Regions from separate parts of the Macaca mulatta genome. Here region 2 is linked to region 1. Evidence: chromatin contacts called from public Hi-C data. All regions are on one chromosome and are shown on one strand. The core of a region is the stretch at or near the end of the contact, and the rest is flanking DNA. Distances in the headings are between cores, read along the strand shown.

Region 1 (3,527 bases), core at 836-3,335:
CGGTAGTACGATTACAGCTCACCGCAGCCTGCAAGTCGTGGCTCAAGAGGTCCTCTTGCCTCAGCCTCCCGAGTAGTTGGGATCACAGGTGTGCACTACCGTGCTCAGCTAATTTGTATTTTTTTAGAGACAGGGTCTCACTTTGTTGCCCAGGCTGGTCTCGAATTCCTGGCCTCAAGCTATCCTCCTGCCTGGGCCTTCCAAAGTTCTGAGATTATAGACATGAGCCACTGCATCTGGCCTCTCTTATTTTTTATTTATTTATTTTTGAGGCAGAGTTTCACTCTTGTTGCCCAGGCTGGAGTGCAATGGCACAATCTCGGCTCACCACAACCTCCGCCTCCCAGGTTCAAGCAATTCTTCTGCCATAGCCTCCCTAGTAGCTGGGATTATAGGCATGTGCCACCATGCCTAGCTAATTTTGTATTTTTAGTAGAGATGGGGTTTCTCCATGTTGGTCAGGCTGGTCTCGAACTCCCGACCTCAGGTGATCCACCCGCCTCGGCCTCCCGAAGTGCTGGGATTATAGGCGTGAGCCACCGCGCCCGGCCCTCTCATGTTTAAACAAAGGAAAAAAAGAAAGAAAGAAAAAGGCCATAGGTGAAAGCTTTGGTTGCTGTTGGTCTCTGTTGTATTTAGGCATTTTATTCAGACTGATCTGAGTAATTTGGCAAAGGCCCAGTAGCTGATACTTATAAATAACTACACTTGCTGTTTATCCTTTGGCCATCACTTGGGATTCTCAAGGCATTCAGAGACCTTGCCCTCTGGGACCGCTGCCCATAAAATAAATGAGGAGGTTGAGGCGGGAAGAATCTTCCCTTGGGCGTGATGAGGAACAGAAATTCCAAGATGAAGCTGGCCAGAGCTCTGCTCGGAAAGCCCCGTGTGCTGAGCCCAGCTGCCCCCATTTGCTGTCACTGGTTTTGTGGGTTTCCCAGTTGTAGCTGATGTCCTCCCCTTGCTTCCTTCTGCTCCAGTGGGCAGTGAGGGTGGAGGCAGGCACCTGCCCGCTGTCATTGCGGTTGTGGCTGGGGATTACCAGTGTTGACTCTGACTGCTCCCTCATCTCCAATCACAGCTGAGGACTCTGATGGGAACCTCCCTTCATGGGACCCTCAGGGCTGACAGCTGGGGGCTTCCCACTCAGCCAGGCCCGTGCGGCATCTGCTGCCGACGGAGGCTCTGTCCCTCCTTCTCTCCCTCCAGGGTCCTCCAGCATTCTCAGGATAACATCTGACCTCAGCATTGGCTTGGCCGTGGACAAAGGGACCGCCTTGGACCCAGCCTCTCTGTTCTTGATGTGGGGACATGACTCTGACAACAGCCAATTCCGTCACCCAAGGCGTTTGAGCTTTCACCACACACGCCTCCCACCCCCTTTCCTTTTCCCCTTTTCCTCCAGGCTTCCCAGCCCAGGTGCTGCTGTTGGGACCCTGCTTCCTTCCCCAGAGTCAGGGCATTGTCTGTACACGAGGCCCATTCCCTGCCCAGCAGCCAAGCTCAAGGTCACCCTGTGGCACCCTGAAGGACGTGGGAGGGCCTGTGGCTGAGCCAGGGCGAAGCAGCGCTCCCTCCCCGCCGAGCGTGCATTCAGCCTGCAGAAGGGAGTCCTTGCCTCTAACCCTAAACACAGAATTCCTTGAAAGCCAGTCATCCCAGGGCAGAGCAGGCCTATGTCCTTTCTGGCTTTCTCTTGCTCCCGGTCCCATAGTCAAAATTTTCTCAGCAGCAGTGAACTCAGAGGCCAATCCGTCATTCCTCTGGCAGAAACTGCGAGGCCCACGTAGCAGAAGGGAGACGTTGAAACTGTGGGGTCTCTCCCTTGGAGCAGCGGTTAGAAATGTGTTGATCTGAGCCAACAGGGCCTTGTACAATCAATTCTCCCACTAAGAAACTGGCGGGGTGCCCCCTCCAGCAGAATGCCAGAGCCAGCGTCTCCTTAGAGTCCCTGAAGCGCCAGCCTCCTCACCACATGGCCGTTGTCGGGGTTCTGCCAATTCGCAAGGTCCTCCAGACGTTGTTTACATGGGTATTGTCTGTGTTCAGGCTGCTGTGCATGTTCTTGAACCACACGCGTCTTGTTGGGGTCAGTCCATGAAAGTCTCCATGTGACTGGGCACGTGGATAGCGTGGAGCATGCCAGCAGTCCTGGGGTGCACACGTGTTTGTATGTACAAACGAAGGTCTATTTCAGGGCGGTAAACTTCACCACCACGGGAACAAAGCTGCTTTCTCCTCTGAACCTAAATGACTTAGAGAAAAAACATGCAATTTGTAAATTGCCTGGACATTCTCAGAGAGACAGCAGCTTGGCCCAGAGGATAATCTTTGTTTTGTAGCATTCTGTTCCTGGCAGATTATAGTATGACGTCCTTTTTAAAGGAGAAGGAGGAGGAGCAGAAGGAGGAGGTTGGGCTGACTGAAAAACTGGAAAACTTTTTATCTAGGGTGGCAACGTTAAGTACTTTCTGAAATGTTCTTTGCATGCATTTGGGCCGTTAAAAAGAAAAACAAACGTGAACTACGTTTTCATTTCCTGGAATCCATGTTACTTATCTTTGGGATGCGGTCTAGAGAGAGCAAGCAAAGATGGTGGTCACAAAATGCACAGGACGTAGGAGAATCCTACCCCAAACCCAGGCTCTCTGGGGATGACCGGGAGCTCAGGAACGGTGACAAAAGTCCAGCCAACCTCCTATAAAATAACTTCTGAAGCACTTCCTACCAGAGGCCCTACAACCATACGAAACATTGCAACAACTCATTTTGCAGAGACCTGGAATCTTGTAGGTCAAAGTGATCTACCAGGTCAGCGGTCCCCGAGGCAGGGCTCATCTCCACACCAGTGCTGATTTTGAGAGCTCCTGTTAGGAGAAAGAGGCCCGAGGGGGTAGCATGAATGGGCATACGGTCACGGCCACAGCCGCGTGGCTGGTCTGAGCATGCCTCCATCCCTGGAATCTGGGACACTTGCGGCTCACGTGGTTTTTGAAGAATCCTCTATGGAACTCCTGTTTGGTATTTCCTTCCCAGAATGTCTTCATCCCGGGCCCCTTTCTGTTATTTTCCCGTCTTCTCAGGTGTCCCCTTTGTGTCTGAAAAACATAGGGCAGAGCAGAAACGCCCTGTGTAACCGGATCTCGAGACGCTGGCCTCGTAGGGGTAATCCTGCCCGCCCCTTGCAGCTGGAGGAACCCGAGGCTAAGACACCCACTCCTGGCCTCACTCCTCACCTTTCCACACCCCTGGCAAATATCCCACCTTCCCCTGTGGCCAAATGGAAAGGGCAGACTGCACTGCCCTACCGTGTTTTGTTTGTTTGTTCGAGACGGAGTCTTGCCCTGTTGCCCAGGCTGGAGTGCAGTGGCTCGATCTTGGCTCACTGTAACCTCTGCCTCCCAGGTTCAAGTAATTCTCCTGTCTCAGCTTCCCGAGTAGCTGGGATTACAGGTGCACGCCACCATGCCTGGCTAATTTTTGTATTTTTAGTAGAGACAGGGTTTCACCATATTGGCCAGGCTCGT
Region 2 (3,623 bases), core at 176-2,675, 98 kb after region 1:
GGGAGTCCAGGGGAGAAGTGGAGTTGGGGGGCGGGGGTGCCTTCCCAGAACTCAGGACGGTTAGTGGGAGTGAGGGGCCAAAGGAGTGGAAGGTTGTGGAGATGAGATCGTTGTTTGTGTGAGGATGGGGTTCTCAACCCGCTTAGGGGAGGAGAAATGACTTCCAGCCTTCTACCCACCACGAATGCTTAGGGTCTTCAGTGCCCCAACTGGGGGGGGGGAAGGAATTTACACCCAGTGTGCACCAGACCACTGTCCTGGAGAGGGACTGGCACAGAACCCAACCTGCATTCTGTTGCTCGTGCACCCTTTCTAAACCAGTCAGGCCGTGGAAGTGAGGTCTCCCCTGTACACTTGATCGTGGCGTGAGCAGGCAGCTGCCTGGGTTTTAACTGGGAATTGAGAAGGCTGGGGTCTGCTGAGGAGCACGCTGCGCGGGTTCACGGTCTGCAGACGGCCGCCCAGAGGGTTTTGATCGTGAAGACCGATTCGGTAAACTCGGCGCCCACTGTGGGGCCAGGGGGTTCTACACAAACCAAGGCCCTGCCCCTGCCCTTGAGGTAGAGCTACAAGCAGGAGAAGTTGTAGCCACCACCAGCCCCTTGCTGGACTTGTAAGGAAGAGCGGGGTACGGGGACGAGACCTTTCCAGCCGTCACTTTGCCGCTGCCTCGGGGGCAATCGGCCTTGGCCCAGGGTGGTGCCAGGAAGAGGGGGTAAAGACCGCGGAGCGCGCCCCGGCGCGATGGTTCACGCCTGTAATCCCAGCACTCCGGGAGGCCGAGGCGGGCGGATCACGAGGTCAAGAGATCGAGACCACCCTGGCTAACACGGTGAAACCCCGTCTCTACTAAAAATACAAAAAATTAGCCAGGCGTGGTGGCGGGCGCTTGTAATCCCAGCTACTCAGGAGTATGACGCAGGAGAATCGCTTGAACCCGGGAGGCGGAGGCTGCAGTGATCCGAGATCGCGCCACTGCACTCCAGCCTGGGTGACAGAGCCAGACTCGGTCTCAAAAAAAAAAAAGAGACCGCAGAGCGTGTGGCGCCTCCCTGCCCTAGCGGCCCGGCGGGACTAGAGGCGGTAAAGAGAGGAGCCAGAGAGGTCGCTGGAGGGCTGGGTCATGGTGAAGGTAACTGGAAAGCTCCCGACCGGACCCAGCCGCCTCATCCCCACACCCGGCAAGGCCAGGCGGCCTAAAGGCCCTCCCGAGGCGCGCAGCTCCCGGAACCCAGCGCCTCCGCTTAGCCTCTGACGCCCTCGCGCGGCCGCCTCGGGGCATGGCCCGGCGCAACAAGCCCCGCCCTACCTCTGCAATTGGTTCTCGAGCTAAGGCCTAGGCGTTTGATTGGTAGGTTTTGGTGAGGAGGCGGGACTAGGACGACAGCCGCGGACGCCAAGCAGCCAGATCCGGGACGCGGGGCGGGCCCTGCGTCCGCCCCTCCCGCCGAGGCCGCGCGTGAGACCCGGGGTAGGTCGGCTGGCGCCGGGGCCGTGATGGCGACGCCGAGGCCCTGCGCGGATGGGCCCTGCTGCTCGCAGCCCAGCGCGGTGCTCGGCGTACAGCAGACGCTGGAGGAGATGGACTTCGAGAGGGGTGAGGCGGCCGCGCGGCCCTGGTGGCTCTCCCCAGGCCCCGGCCCAAGGAGGAGGCGCGGGGCCGAGGAGAGGCGGGTGAACTGGGCCCCGAGAGCGTGGGGCCTGGTGCGGGAGGGCGGGCGGGACTCGTGGTTCCCGCGTACTGAGAGCCTGCCAGGGCCTCTCACTAGCTCAGCCAGCAGACACCTGTTTCGCGGGCGGCGGGGAAGCCGAGACACTGGTTTCCAAAACCCTCCCGAGTGGCGGGGGACGACCTCCCCTGGGAGACGCCCTCCCCTGGGAGACGCAAGCCTGCTCAGGTGTGGGAGAGAGGGGCCGGGGGGCAGAATCTGCACTGGGGCATTGCACCCCCCGAGGGGCTGCAGGCCTGGGGGCTGCGCGGTGAAGGAGGGCACTGGCCCTTGTTTGGCCCCGGGTGCCAGGCAGCCTGCATGCTTTAGAGATGGCAAGAACTTCGCACGGGTATCCTTCGAGGCAGGGCACGGTATCTCATCTGTGGGACCCAGAGAGATAACACGTTTGGCCCAGATTATACAGAGATTATGGTGGCAATAGGAACGGAGGAAGGCGGGAAAGCAAGGTGCTTCTTCTGAGTGTTGGGAGCCATTGTGCTACTTGTGCTGTGTCGGCTACCCGTGCGGATGCAGCCCTCGATTGCCACTGCTGTGCAAGCATTCTCATGGAACCCTTCCTTTACCATGGTTCTGGCACCTGCCCACTTCCCTCCGCCCCTCCCACCACTGTCCTCTGCACTGCCGAAGTGGTTGCCTCAAGAGGGTCTTTCCGCCCCCACGATTGCCCTCCTACAGGGTTTCCTACTCTCACATAGCAGCCAGAGCGGCTTTTTGAATATTAGAAATCAGATCATTCCTTGTTATGGCCTACAAAGCTCTGTAGACCCACCCCTGCCGCCTCTACTTCTCTCCCTCATTTTATTTCTCGTGCTTTTCTTCTCCCAATCACTACGCCGCAGCCACACTAGTCTTGTTTTGGTGTCTCAAATATGCAAGACCTTTTCCTGAGTGAAGGCCATTGGACTTCTTGTCCCGTCTCCTTCGAATGAACTTCCTACAGCCGTTAAGCTAGCTGATGCTTTTCTTCAGATCCCAGCTCCAATGGCATCTCCTCAGAAACCCTCCCTAAACACCGTAGTTCTCAACTGGGGACAGTTCTGCCCTTTAAGGGACTTGGGGAATGTCTGGAGACATTTTGAGTTATCACAGGCGGGAGGGTGCTACAGGTGTGTAGTAGGTAGAGACAAGGGATGCTATATACATGGTACAACGCACAGGACAGCTCCCTACAGTAATCATCCGGCCCATAAATGTCAATAGTGCTGTTAAGAAGTAAACATTGCATTATCCAAAGTTAGGCCAGTTACTCTGATGTATCCATCATCGTGCTTGTTTGTTTTGTTTTTTTGAGACAGAATCTCCCTCTTTTGTTCAGGCTGGGGAGCAGTAGCGCAGTCTTGGCTCGCTGCAACCTCCGCCTCCTGGGTTCAATTGATTTTTCTACTCTCCTGAGTATCTGGGATTACAGGCGTGTGCTACCATGCCCGGCTAGTTTTTGTATTTTTAGTAAAGATGGGTTTCACCATATTGGTCAGGCTGGTCTCAGAACTCCTGACCTCATGATCCGCCTGCCTTGGCCTCCCAAAGTGCTGGGATTACAGGCGTGAACCACCGCGCCCGGCATCTTGCTTTCATAAAAACCAATTTTTACTGCAAATAATTTCCTCATTTTTTTTGTGAAGACAAACAAATACATTCTTTAAAACATTAATGGCAAGAGTGTGTTTGATAAGCCAATTTTAGGTACTTTTGTCACCAATAAAAGAAACTGTGTGAGATTTGTGGATCCACTTCACTAGAGATTTGTTAATCTGCTTCGCTGTAGTAACCCTTTTACTGCCCATATGTATCCCATAACATTGTGTTGTAAAACTCATATATGCAATAAAATTTATTTTTAAAGTAAAAACAAAAAACAAAAAAAAAAACTATCTTAACAAAAGAAAAGGT

Evidence for each region. A called contact is a pair of places that touch in the nucleus more often than the background predicts.
Region 2: a contact with region 1 is called in a Hi-C map of fetal cortex germinal zone, with 9 times the contacts expected there. The contact joins the promoter of ANKRD39 here to the enhancer-like site in region 1. A contact is called at or near these places in 8 of 14 Hi-C or Micro-C datasets (CD4 T cells, blood, cortical neurons and 4 more).

The regions. Positions count from the first base shown.
Region 1 is chr13:5,623,884-5,627,410 of T2T-MMU8v2.0, reverse strand. The region is part of intron 5 of FAM178B (family with sequence similarity 178 member B); the gene reads left to right. Among named protein-coding and RNA genes, the nearest start is that of FAM178B, 42 kb to the left of the region's middle. Within about 2 kb of position 2,085, at least 12 of the 40 cell types and tissues checked have an H3K27ac peak or open chromatin away from gene starts, as enhancers often do. A contact at or near this core is called in fetal cortex germinal zone and fetal cortical plate, where this site is marked.
Region 2 is chr13:5,524,875-5,528,497 of T2T-MMU8v2.0, reverse strand. ANKRD39 (ankyrin repeat domain 39) reads left to right here and starts at 1,425. Exons shown (of 5, transcript XM_015112915.3): 1 at 1,425-1,597. The coding sequence starts at 1,498.